Regions from separate parts of the Mus musculus genome. Here region 2 is linked to region 1. The links are chromatin contacts, called in public Hi-C maps. All regions are on one chromosome and are shown on one strand. The core of a region is the stretch at or near the end of the contact, and the rest is flanking DNA. Distances in the headings are between cores, read along the strand shown.

Evidence for each region. Hi-C and Micro-C count contacts between places; a contact is called where the count stands out from the background.
Region 2: a contact with region 1 is called in a Hi-C map of the Ba/F3 cell line, with 4 times the contacts expected there. The contact joins two enhancer-like sites. A contact is called at or near these places in 4 of 15 datasets of contacts at CTCF or cohesin (the NIH/3T3 cell line, embryonic stem cells, large pre-B cells and 1 more), 58 of 484 Hi-C or Micro-C datasets (the 3T3-L1 cell line, B cells, the Ba/F3 cell line and 32 more), 6 of 115 datasets of contacts at active chromatin or transcription factors (astrocytes, embryonic stem cells, fibro-adipogenic progenitors and 2 more) and 3 of 9 other capture datasets (adipose tissue, liver and pancreatic islet).

Annotation. Positions count from the first base shown.
Region 1 is chr12:80,138,327-80,144,663 of GRCm38.p6, reverse strand. No RefSeq gene overlaps it. Among named protein-coding and RNA genes, the nearest start is that of 2310015A10Rik, 8.7 kb to the right of the region's middle. Within about 2 kb of position 3,008, at least 24 of the 459 cell types and tissues checked have an H3K27ac peak or open chromatin away from gene starts, as enhancers often do. A contact at or near this core is called in the Ba/F3 cell line, where this site is marked.
Region 2 is chr12:80,712,617-80,718,953 of GRCm38.p6, reverse strand. It overlaps Plekhd1 (pleckstrin homology domain containing, family D (with coiled-coil domains) member 1), which reads right to left. Exons shown (of 13, transcript NM_001177503.1): 7 at 1,639-1,733; 8 at 1-41. It overlaps Gm51986 (a long non-coding RNA gene), which reads left to right. Exons shown (of 3, transcript XR_003950208.1): 2 at 2,509-2,627; 3 at 4,340-4,714. Among named protein-coding and RNA genes, the nearest start is that of Gm51986, 3.6 kb to the left of the region's middle. Within about 2 kb of position 3,468, at least 11 of the 459 cell types and tissues checked have an H3K27ac peak or open chromatin away from gene starts, as enhancers often do. A contact at or near this core is called in the Ba/F3 cell line, where this site is marked.

The sequences.
Region 1 (6,337 bases), core at 1,759-4,258:
CCAGGTAAGCAAAAACTACACAGTGCGTCCTTGTCTCAAGCAAACAACAACAAAACCCACAGAAAGATCCATTAGTTAGCTGGGTAGTGGTGGCACAAACTTTTAAGCCTAGTACTTGGGAGGCAGAGGTAAGCAGATCTCTGTGAGTTCAAGGCCAGCTCTAGTGTACAGATTGAGTTCCAGGACAGTTAGAGCTACACAGATACACCCTGGTTGGAAAATCCAAGCAGGGGAGAAGATAGTTATAGTTTTAAATTTGCTGAGGCTTAATTTAGGTGTGGCCTAGTTGGAGCCTAAGAAGGCATGCAGCAAGAAGAGAGTGACAGCTGACTATGGGTCTAGATGTTGTAAAGACTGGTGCCTCCTTCCATACAGGGCTGGTGTGAATCGTCTGGTGTGAAGAAGTGGCTGGTGTAAAGTGTCGATGGGACAGTACAGGCAAAATAAAGAAAGCTTCTCATTGACCCAATAATCATAAGGACAGGGTCCACGTTCCTGCCTCTTTCAGTACGACAGTAACTATGGGGACAGGTGACAAGAGGCAGATGTCCCCTCTGACCGGAGAGAGTCTCTCTTGTAGAGTCTTGGCAGCAGAAGCAGGTGCCCGGAAAACGACACGAATTTGAGATTGCGGCTGAGTTGAAACCCAAGGTGTGCGCATTTGTCTCTGCTCCAAAGAGAGTTTCCCTTTCATTTGGGGAAGTAGTAATGCTGTATAGATGAAGTAGGTGACTCTCGTTGACACCATCTCATTGACACCGTCATTATTATCAGGAGAGAGCCAAGGTACAAAGGCTGGGGCTGTGCTGAATAGCTACAAGTGCCTTGTTGTCAGAATGATCTAATGAGGTATTTTTCACTCACTCGGTGACAATTCCATATGTGTAAACAATACATCTTGACCATAACCACCCCACTCCCTGCCCTCAGTCTCCCCGGAACATCCCCGGCAGATCCTCTCCCTGCTTCATGACCACTTGTGGGTTATTTCCCCCCCATCGAGTACAATTTGAATATGTCCTAAATTGTACACCTGTGTACGCACGTGTGTGTTCATTGTTGTATGCGCTTATCGTGTTGTGTGTGTGAGTGTGTGTGAGTTCATGTGTGTGTGAGTGTATGCGTGTCTATGTGTGTGTATGTGTGTGTGTGCGTGGTGTGTGAGTGTGCGTTTGTGATACAGATGTCCCATTTAGGGCTGAGTACTAAACAGTCGCTTAGCCTTAGCACTTTGACCATTAATGAGTCTGTCCCAACTGCTGAGCACTGCTGAAAGAAGACTTTCTGGCCGAGGTTGAGGGCAGCACTAGTCTCTCTATATAAAAACAAATATTTAGAGGGCAATTTGGTATATGCTTAGCAAGGCAATTAATAAAAGATTCTCTTTTTTGGGGGGGCCTATGGCATTCTAAGCTATGAGCTTTTGACCAGATTTGCAACACCAGGCACAGAATTCCCATCAGTAGGGCAGGCCTCAAATCCAACTCAAAAGCAGTTGGCTACCCCCAAAGCTTTCATGCCAATATCTCACCAGTGGGCACATCTTGCCTGGAAGGTTGGTATTGTGGCATTCAGAGTTCACTCTCGGTAATAACATTGATGGCCTCTTTACTTCTGCTAGTGTTTGTTTTCATGAAACGAGGGCCCCAGTGCTGGTCATTCTCTTTATTGATGGGCAGTGGCCTTCTGTATCCGTGGACTAATATGGTCTGCTGTGCACTCTGTCAGGCCACAGAATGGCTCTGCCAGCATTTTAAAAAACCTTCCATTTACTATGTAAATTTACTTCTATCCTTTTGCTCTGTTTCTTCTGCCAGTGAGGTGTTTTTCTTGGTGAGAACAGAGAACCGTGTATTGAAACCTCTGAGGTAGTCTGCATTTTATTTACTTAATGCATGTGAGTTGCTCCCTTCAGACACACCAAAAGAAGGCATTGGATCCCATTACAGATGGTTGTGAGCCATCATGTGGTTGCTGAGACTTGAACTCAGGACCTCTGGAAGAGCAAGCAATTAGTGCTCTTATCCGCTGAGCCACCTCTCCAGCCCCTAGTTTGCATCTTTTAACTGGCAAATTAAGATATTTACATTTAGGTTTATCATGGACAAGGGCTTGCTAATTGCTCGAATCCTGTCGACTGTGTTCTGGTTGGCTGGACTGCTGGTTAGTCTCCTTCTCTCCTATTCGTAGTAGGAGACTGGCGTTTTGCAGTGTTGGGCATGACGGGTTGTTTCACAGTTCCGTGCTCACTTGTCTCTCTCCTGGAATGGATTCTTGTGCTCTCGTAATCAAGATCGTCTTTATCCCTGCTCTGTCTTCAAGGTTCCTTGGCGAATTTTCTGCAATGCTGTCTTCATGCTTGTGACTCACTTCCGTTTGTGTTTGTCTTGAAACGGTCTGATTTCTCTGTCAGTTTTAAACATAACTTTTCTAGAAACAGCAATCTTGGTTGATGGTTATTTCCTCTGATATCTTGAAATATACCATTTCACCCTTTCCTGGCTGAGGATTTCTGTAGGAAACTCTTAATGTTACTTTTTTATTAGTTCTTTGAGAATTGAGTACATACATACATACATACATACATACATACATACATGTATTTTTTGTGTTTTTTACAATGATCACTCTCTCTCCATCCCCCTAACTCCTCCAAGATCCACATTCCAGTCTCTATACTCTCCCAACTTAAAAAATATAACCACCCCCCAAGTCCAGCCTATGCTGTTTAGATATTAAAGGGTGTGAACATAGCTAGAGATGCCGTCTGCAGTTCTCGGCTGTCCTACCTCGCCTGTGATGGCTGATGTTCTGCTCGTTAGATCTCTGAGTGGAGTATACTCATTGCTTTCTTGACTCACCCCATCCATCACACGCAGGCAGAGCCCTCTAACCCACCAGGCAGAGCCTCTAACCCACCACCTTACCCGAAATGTGAATAGGGAAACTCTGGTCAGCCTGTGTGGAAAGTGACCACCAGAGGGCACACGCCACCTCCCAGGGTCCCTGCCAGCCCCAAAGGCTTCATCTTGCCTTAAAGTTTCCTCTGCAGAATTGCCTTGCCTCAAGCATCAACTGGCCTCTGTGGCGTTTTCCAGAAAGGATGCTAGGCACCAGAAAGTCTTCATTCGAGAACAGAAACTTAATGAGCCTGCTCAGTTGGTCCCAGGACAGGGTGAGCACAGTATTTGTCGTCGGTGGCTTCCCTGGACCCAGTTTAGGATTGTGAGCTGTCCCTCCGTCCCTTTTGAGGTTTTCTCCATAATAGGCAGCTGAAGCCGAACATCAATGCATAGGAGAGGGTATCACCTGTCAATCAGACTTCTGGGCACCTCATACTTCTGCTTCCCTTCAAACTCTTTGTTAGCCTACTGCATGATACAATATGTCCCGACAGCTCACTACTGGAGAGAATGTGCCAGACCACACCCGGGCCAAGGATGTCGTGGTCATGACACGTCACTCAAAGCATGAGGGGTAGGAGACCAGAATACGCCACCCTAGATAGATTCCTCTGGCATGTCTTGAGAGACTGCAGGCACAGGAGTGGCTCTGAGAACCTGCTCTTTCGTAAGAGAAATTGGTGGCCATCAAGGAAGAACATTGGCAGTTACCCTAGATGGAGCTCGACAGACTGTTATGATCAGAGAGACTTTCTTTTTAACAAGACAAGGGCTGCTCGCGCTGCAGCTCTGCCTCTGCCTTGCAGGGTGGGTGGCTGTCTCCCGCACGCCCTGAAGGCTGATTTTCTTCTGGAGCTCAGGTCACCATGTAAACTCAATGTCATGTGATGTTCGAGTCTCATATTTTGTGCGACCACGTGCAAATATTTGGTGGAATATGACTTCTCTTAATCTGTCTCCTGTTACTTTAATGCGTCGCCTAGCTAAAGACTGTAGAACTATCGGTAGCAGACATTTTCACCACATCAACCTTTGTCTGAGAGCTGAACAGAACTTGGAACTTGTGCTTCAGAGACCAACTGGCCAGTCAGTATGGGCGGGCCCCTTGCTTGCCTCAGTTTCTCCCACAGAGTTGCCTGGGTCTGGATGCAGGGTGCAGGGGTTTCTCTGTGTGCCTTTCACAGCCTACAGAGACCTGGTGGCTCTCCCTGATCTTAACTATGACCTCTGGGCAAGCCATTTCTATACTATCTTGAATCCTCTCTCTTAGGTAAGCGGGGCTGGAGCACTGACCACCTCTCACCAGGACCCAGTCCCCACCTCTGCCTTCATCAGGGTCAATGGCTCTGTCCTTCTTCTTTTCCCACCTGCTAGGGGTCAGCAGGTCAATCTCAGGGTCCTCTTAAGCAATGGATCTCTCAAAAACCTGCCAATGATTGATTGACCCAGTCAGTCACTGAGTGTTTGTGGTACGACTGTACAGGGTCCTGGGGCCTCCAGAGTCTGGTTTCTTATCAGACCTCTACGGCTTCTCTTCTGGATAAGCCTGGATCCCAAAGACCCACCTAATTTCTCAGAAGCCGTGTTACATCTCTCCAAAAGGCCATTTGACCAAGTAGCCATTTAGCCACCTGCCACGTGTCTGCCATTTCACTCTGCTTCTACTTGTTCACGAGGCGTATCATTATCCATGTGACATCATTGCTTGCCCATTCACTGGTGCAGTCCTTGATGTAACCATCTATTCACCGACCCACTCTTCTGTACACCGATGCACTCATCCAGTGACTGGTCCACTCACCCACTCACGGATGCAACTATCCGATAATGACCCACTCACTGTCCTACTCCGCCAACCACTCATCTACTTGGGTTCTAGAGGGAAGTTCATATAACCCCTCTCTCCCCCACACAGTGTCTCCATTGCTGATCCTGATGTTGGGCACAGTGAACAGAGAAGCTCTAAGTGGAGATCAAAGACAAAACTGTAACGAGTCAGAGGCACCAAATGCGCATCCTGACTGACCACACGGCCACGGGTTCATTTCTCAAATTTCCCTGGGCCTCATTTCAGAGTGAATTTAAAGACTAGCTTCAGAATGAGTGTACGAGAAGAGTCTTTGCTGGAAGCCAGAGAATGAAGCTGAGGTTCACGGGTTCTCAGAGATGTCCTGGCTTTACTGGACCTACCTGTTACCCTGCCTGACCCTTGGTGTCCCTGGGATAGGCAGGGGCTCATCATGGCTAAACAACAAGGCTGTATTCCCCAAGTAGGTGGCCCCGCCCCACCCCTGAAATGGAAGATGGTAATCACTCACCTTCCCACGCACCCCATTTCCCCTGCCTGATTCTCTGAAGGGCACCTGGGGTTTCTTCAGGTCAGTCAAGTTATCTGGGGCAAGATCTGGCTTGCCCCCTCAATTCTCTGTTATGGCAGTCCCCGGGGCAGTTGCACAAGGTGTGAAGAGAAGAGGCTCGAAGGGTTCGCTTCAGTTCAGGCGGAGGCCCATGGGCCACCAGGACCTAGAATCCCCATCCAGTTCTCTTCCTTCTCCAGACCCCAGTGAACCCACTTGGACCTAGTGAGGACAGCTCCCTCCAGCTCTTCTGTGAGTTTCCTGGAGGCAGGAGGGACTTCCTGTCTGTGGACAGGTGGGCTGAGACCAGGCAGGCAGGGGAGGGCGGGAGAGAGGCTGGAGCATGGCTGGGTTGGGGACTCTGATGATTTTGTCTCTCGATCCTCGGCAGGGAGCCTGGCTAGAAGCCTGCACCGTACACTGGGGACCATTGTGGGCTCTTTTAGGAAAAACAACAAATGCTGGCTTGTTTGGGGGATGGGTTGAATTGTGTCTGTTAAATTCTGCGGTGAGCCAGACCACAACGCAAATCCTCTGCGTACTAGCCCTGCGGCCTTGGGAGAGTCATTGGTAAAAATCTTATTAGTTTAAGGAACACACACCTAGAACCCCGATAGTGCCCTGTTAGGGAACAAGGGAATGGTGACAGTGTTCGACCCTGAGAAAACCCCTGCCATTCAGCTCAGCCCAGCACCCCACAATGTCTCCTGGGGTGATACCGTAGTGCCCTGGTGAGTATAGAGGGTTATCTCCTTTCCTTCTGTCTTCTTGACTGGACAATTCTACCTACCTTCCAGATACTCACCTGTGCAGGTAGGGGTGGTAGGCTCATGCTATTAGCCTGCTTTGTCAGGAAGTCTGCTTTGGTGGAGATGGACAGAGACAGATGAAGGATGTGAGATGCACCTGAGAATCTCCACTCTCTAGCTGCCCACAGATTGGGTACCACCCCAGCCTTGCTGATCGTATGTGGCCATTGCTGGCCTGGTCCTCAAGCCACAGTAATACTTAGCTATTTGTTTTTGCAGTCCTAAGGGTCAAACCCAGGTTTCTCACATACCGTGTGAGTGTTCTACT
Region 2 (6,337 bases), core at 2,219-4,718, 570 kb before region 1:
GTTCCACGCCCTTGAGGCATCTTGCAGTGAGTTCTAGCTCCCTGTGGGGACAGAGAGCTGGATTGGCAGTGGGCACGCTTCCCAACCTCTGCATCCAGACACGTTTCTGCCGTACGTGATGGGGCTCAGTAGGACTCTTGGATGGTCAGTGCTCTGCAACACTGGGTACTGAAAACAGCCGCAGGGTCGGGGCTGCAAGGGTGCCTCAGCCAAGTGAGGAGGATTCACTTACGAGATAGTGAGGTCCTGAAGCTTACTCAGTGTCTAACGAATGTCTGGCTTTTTATTTAAGTAGCTTCTCTTATTTGTATGCTAAGTTTAAAAATTAGGAAAAAAAAAAAAAAAAAAAAACAACCAGTCTCTCTGTATTCCATCCTCTTCCCCAATCCATATCTAAATGATTCCCTTTAGTAAGGTCTTCACTGGTAAGTTTCTCTGAGCTATCACTGATGGTCCATGGTGTTGGAGGAGATGATGATGATGGAGGTGGTGAGTGTGATGATGAGGATATGACACTGAGCACCGTCAACCTCAGCAATAGTTTCCGAATTCTGTATAGACTACACCTGAGTCACCTGGGTTGGGGATATATAAATGCCCTACCTCCATGAGATTATAATTCAATTAATGCTTATAATGGGCAACTAGATCTGTCCATAATACATCAGACTGAAGATCCTAATGTGTCATTAACTAAAATGTGAAAGGACTCCAGGAGAGATGACGAGTGTTGGGAATTTTGCAGGCAGCAGTGCTAGATCAGGGCAGCTTGTTGCCAGTAACCTGGGTAAAGGACTTTCACAAAGACCAGAGGGGCTTGCTCCATGGAAGAGGCTGGCCCATGTCTCACAATCTTGCTCACACCATTGCCAGAGACCATTATCACTGAGCAGAAATGACCCACTGGTGAGGCCCAATATTCTTCTGGGTATACTCAAGGCCCGGAGCATTGGGAAGAGCAGGCCATAAGTGGTTTCCTGGTAAAAGCCTATCTGTATGAACATCAGTCTGCCAAGGTCGGGGCCGGGACATTCTCTCTGTTTCCCCTCCCAGAACCAGGGCACCCCCACACCCTGTTGCCCCTCCCAGGGCCAGGACATCTCTCTGTTGCTCAGCTCAGAACCAGGGTATTTCCCCACTCCATTGCCTCTCCCAGGGCCAGGGCATCCCCCTATTATTCCTCCCAGGACCAGTGCACCCCAACACCCCTTCCAGGACCAGGACACCCCCCATTGCTCCTCCCAGAACCAGGGTATTTCCCCACTCCATTGCCTCTCCCAGGGCCAGGGCATCCCCCTATTATTCCTCCCAGGACCAGTGCACCCCAACACCCCTCCCAGGACCAGGACACCCCCCCATTGCTCCTCCCAGAACCAGGGTATTTCCCCACTTAGTTGCCTCTCCCAGGGCCAGGGCATCCCCCATATTGTCCCTCCCAGGACCAGGGCCTCCCCCCATTGCCCCTCCCAGGGCCAGGACATCCCCCCATTGCCCCTCTCAGGGCCAGGGCATCCTCCCATTACCCCTCCCAGGGCCAGGGTATCCCCCCATTACTCCTCCCAGGACCAGAGCATCCCCCCATTGCCCCTCTCAGGGCCAGGGCATCCCCCCATTACCCCTCCCAGGATCTTTCATCACCTTTTGATCTGCTCCTGCTCCACTCTCAGCTCTTGCACCACCTCCTCAAACTGCTGTTTCTCGGCCTCCAGCACTTGGTTCAGGCGCTCAAGCTCCTGAAGAGAAAGGGAAAAGAGGAAAGTCACAGCAGGCACAGAGCCCTAGGCTCCCTTCACTAGTCCAGGGCATCCTCAGTCTGGATTTGGCTCAGTCTGGGGCATAAAGCCAAACTATGAGAACTGAAGAGTCCAGGCTCCACTCGGTGGCATGTGGCCTCAACTAGCCCAAGAATGTGATGGACCTGGCCCATGAAAACCATTAGCCAGAGGGAGAACAGGGTTAGACACGATCCCAATAAGGGTCCTCTGGCAGGGATGACCAATTCTGGATGTTGTTCTTCTGGGCAACTCTAGGGACTAACACCTAAAGGTGAGGTGGTTATGCCTCAAGAATGGAACACAGACAGGCAGACAGATGCTGATAACAAAAACGTGGAGTCTATATTTCCAGGACACTGAGTGGCATCAGGTAAACTGTCTAAGACAAGCTATTTCCAACCCAAGAGTCAGAGTTAAGGTATTCTTTATCTCAAGGCTGATGCGAGTCAGGTCTACAGCTTCCCTCTCCTCAGTGGGAGTGGAAATGTCACGTGGCCCAGGACAGGTCCCAAGGGGCCAAACCAGTCCCTTTAGGGAAGCCAGGCCACCTGCATGTTCCCCCACAGCAGGTTGGAGCCTCTGGGCTAGGGGTCCTATTTTCCCTGGGTCAGTAGAAGTGGGATTAGGGATCAGCTTCCTGAAGTTTGGCTCAGTGTTTTTATGTCAACTACTTTGTTTCTGTGCATTTTATGTTGTGGTAACATTGTTTTTGCGTCTGCTTTTCACTTTCCAGTTCCTGGTGACTCCCTAATCACCTGGGGGCTTTGTTCTCAAGCATAATGGAGTCCTTGCACGGGGAGTGGCCCTGCCTATGGACAGTGGTTGCCGCTGGCTTTGAAGAGATACAAAGAGGTATAAATTATAGAGAGAAGAGTCTGGTTTCAATTCCCACTCCTAGGTTTCCTACCCAAAAAAGTTACTTCTCATCTAATCAGTGAAGATTAGATCAGTAACGGCACAAACTGCTTCTGTTTGTTAAAGGTGCTCAGAGCCTCTGCTGCTCCCTGGAGTTCTGATGCGCCTGAGCACATGCGCGGCTACAGTACACTAAATATAGGAGGCTGAGCTCATGACAGTGGCTGAAGCTGATAGAAAATGAGCAGATATCTTTTGAAAAGACAATGTGTGACGGGCTCTGGTCCCTTATCCCTGGCATAGGTATGGGTCCCTGGGTCTCCAGGAATGAGGACACATGAGCCAGAGCTCCAGCCAGCCGAAGAGCAGTGTGGGAAAACACATTTGTGCTGTTAAAAGCCATGGGCATGTGGGGGCTTTGGGTTACTGCAAAAGCCATGACCTAGCCTATATCATCTATATTTGATGTGTCTTATATAGACAGAATATAAATAAGATCAAATTTGTATTCTTGCACACACACCCCTCTTTACAACTGAAGAAGAACAACAACAACAACAAAAACAGGAATATGAAGCTCTGCTTTAATACGCATGGTGCTGACAGCCTCTCTGGCCCCAGAGTCAACAAACTTGAGAGGATCTCCTCTGGCAGTGTTTGTCTGCTATCAGTTTGTCAGTAAGAGCTGTTGAAAGGCCCATAAAGCTTACTAGCCACAAGGACCCGAGCCCCAGGATGGCTTTCACAGGTCCCATGCTCACCCAGGACTCCTCGGAGGACTCCACCCACAGCCCTGCTTCACCTCCCTGCAAAGCTCCCCAGCACTGCAGCTCGCAGCCCAGCCGCTCCCCGCTCACTTCCCTTGCCCTGGAATAACCACACTGGAATAGCTTTGGTTGAACTGTCAGTCAGTGTCTGAAACTCAGGCCTTCCCTCCCTGCAACTCAAGCACCAGTAGATGCTAGGCTGTGCCTCCAAAAACCCAAAAGAGAAAGTAACCCCCGGGCGTGGTGGCACACGCCTTTAATCCCATCACTTGGGAGGCAGAGGCAGGTGGATTTCTGAGTTTGAGGCCAGCCTGGTCTACAGAGTGAGTTCCAGGACAGCCAGGGCTACACAGAGAAACCCTGTCTGGGGGTGGGGAGGGGGAAGTAACCTTGAACACAGCAGGTCAATTAAAAAGAGCCCAGCCATTTGACATCTTCTCCACTCGGTGGTCCTAAACATATGTGATAAGATGTTTCTACTTGTGTCAATGAGTAGCTGTGCCCAAGGAAGCATTTGCTGCTGCCTCAAAGGGGCCAGGAGACTGGGTGTGACGAACCAGAGCCCTCCAGGGCCAAAGCAACTCTAAAGGAAGTTCAGTCTCCACCGGATGCTTAAATCCCCTAATGGTTTTCTGCGAGCAGGTGACCAAGCTCAGCTTAAGTGACTCTCAGGGTAGAAAAGTCAGAAAGTCTGTTTCCGCTTTGAAAAACCAACAAAAAGCACCCCGCCCCCTCCACACCCACCCCAGCACCAGCTCTGGGTCTCAGTCTCTGAGAGACACAGACACAGGAGCATTGGCGAGTGATGGAGAGATTTTGTGGGACTCTTCACACACAGATCTGACCATTCATGCAATAAGTCTCTGCTCCTATCCCGGTGCCTCAGGTCACCTCTGAGGGATCCCTCTCTTCACTCCTGATCTTTATCACGCTTTCTTCCAGGGTCTAAGTCTCTGAGACCTGTGGATCCCAGACCACATAATAAGAGCTAGCAGGTGGCGCCGAGGCAAGCAGAAGACTGGCGGGGCCAAGGCCAGCGGGCAGCACCTGGACATTCCAGGCTATTCTTCGTGTTCTTGGAGAAGCAAGCAACCCATGTGGCCCACCAGTTCTATTTCAGGCCAAATCTGCCTCCCTGCCAACTTCCCTCACCAAATCCAACTTCTCCCTGGGCCATCAAACAAGGCTAATTTCTTTCCCTTCAAGTATTTAAGTGAAATTAAAAAAAAAAAAAGTCTCTTCCCAAGTTTCTTGTCCTCTAAGCTAAACACAACTTGCTTGCCATGCTTCACAGGTCATGATTTCTTGTCCTCAATAAAACTAATTATACTCATAAAAGGAATGCAGCAGAGAGGGGAAGACTTAGCACAGAGAGGATTCTTTGCAAGCCATTTACAGGCTCAATGCAATTCCAGGAAATGGCCCGGTGAGAGGTTTTTTTTTTTCTTATAGTTCTATTCATTCACGCTACATCTATTTACCAAGTGCATAGTATGTTCCAAGCACCTGCTGGGCTCTGCATGGAGGATCTGGAGCTGTTCTCACAGAGCCTATGGTCTATAGTGTAGCTACTAAAAAAAAAACCCAGACCAGGCTTTTACATCAAATGCAGGAATCAAGTATCGTAAAACCATCAGGTATTATCAGAGAGCAGTACAGAACAAGAGACATGTCCTGCAGGACAGGGACCCAGTTCCGGGTCAAGCTGTCCTGGGTGGGGGGTCAAATTCTCCTGGGTGGAAGTAGAGAACTCTGCGGAGGTGGGAAGGGTGGCAATCAGTTGGCTACTGAGCTGGGAGACAAAGGAAGACAGGTACATGGATTGGAGATTTATTTCGGTGGCTTGCCTTGTAAGTACAAGGCCCCGGGTTAAGTTCTCAGCACCGAAAACCAGCAAGCAACCAAAAATAAATAAATGGAAGAAAGAGGAAAGAACACTGCAGGTGGAAGGAGCAGTACCTACAAAGCCCCCGTGGAAACCTGTCGCCTGGAAGAACCAAGGCATGCTCGTAGGACATAGGAGAGCAACCATGACAGGTAAGAGGCTGGGGTCAGAGAAGCAGAAAGGCTGAGAAAGGAGGCACCATCCCCCACGGAAGGCCTCTGGCTTAGGTGAGGATCTTGTGGATTTTCTTTTCCCTGAACAAGAAGCAAAGAACATGTGTCGGTTGGTTAGTGTTTGGTGTCTCACACCATGTCACCGTCCCAGCCCAGCCTCAAATTCAGCCTTCCAGCCTCTGCCCGCTGAACGCTGGGATTGTAGCTTCAACAACACAGGCAGCAAAAGATCTGAGAGCAGAAGGTCGCTGGCAGCCAACATGATCTGTTTTCCCTGTAAACAACTGAGTTAGCTGCAGTGTGGAGGAGAAAACAGAGGGGCAGAAAGAGTTTAAGGACCCCAGGAAGGAAGACACAGCACCTTGGGTAAGACCTGGTAGGAGCGGGACTTGGGAGTGGGGTGGGAAGGAGAGGAAGGAGGAAGGACAGGGTAAAGCAAGCCCCCTAAGTTTCTGACCTACACAAGCCTTGGGTGGTATATCCCCCGAGATGGCTATGTGAGAAGACCACCAGCCCTTCTAGAAAGGGTAAAGGCAAGACATAGTGACCTAGGACAAAACGTGCTCTCAGTATCTTTGGATGTCTGGGTGGGGGTGTGAAGTCAATCACTGAGTATCAGAGGATAGGGAGGCAACAGAAAGAAGGGACTAGAGGTGTCACCCTGGGAATCGTTGGCACATAAATAGCAAACTGAAGTTAGGGATTGTAGTCTAGAGAGTAAGATCTAGAGCAGAGAGAAGAGAAGGAGGTTCAAGTGCTACCTGAAATGAGACAGTACTATTTTGTAAGACTTCGTTCACACAGACTGCTTGTAGTGTAATATGTGCTTACCAAGCACCTCCCGGGCCGGGTGTGGTGGTGGTACACGCTTTTAACCTTAGC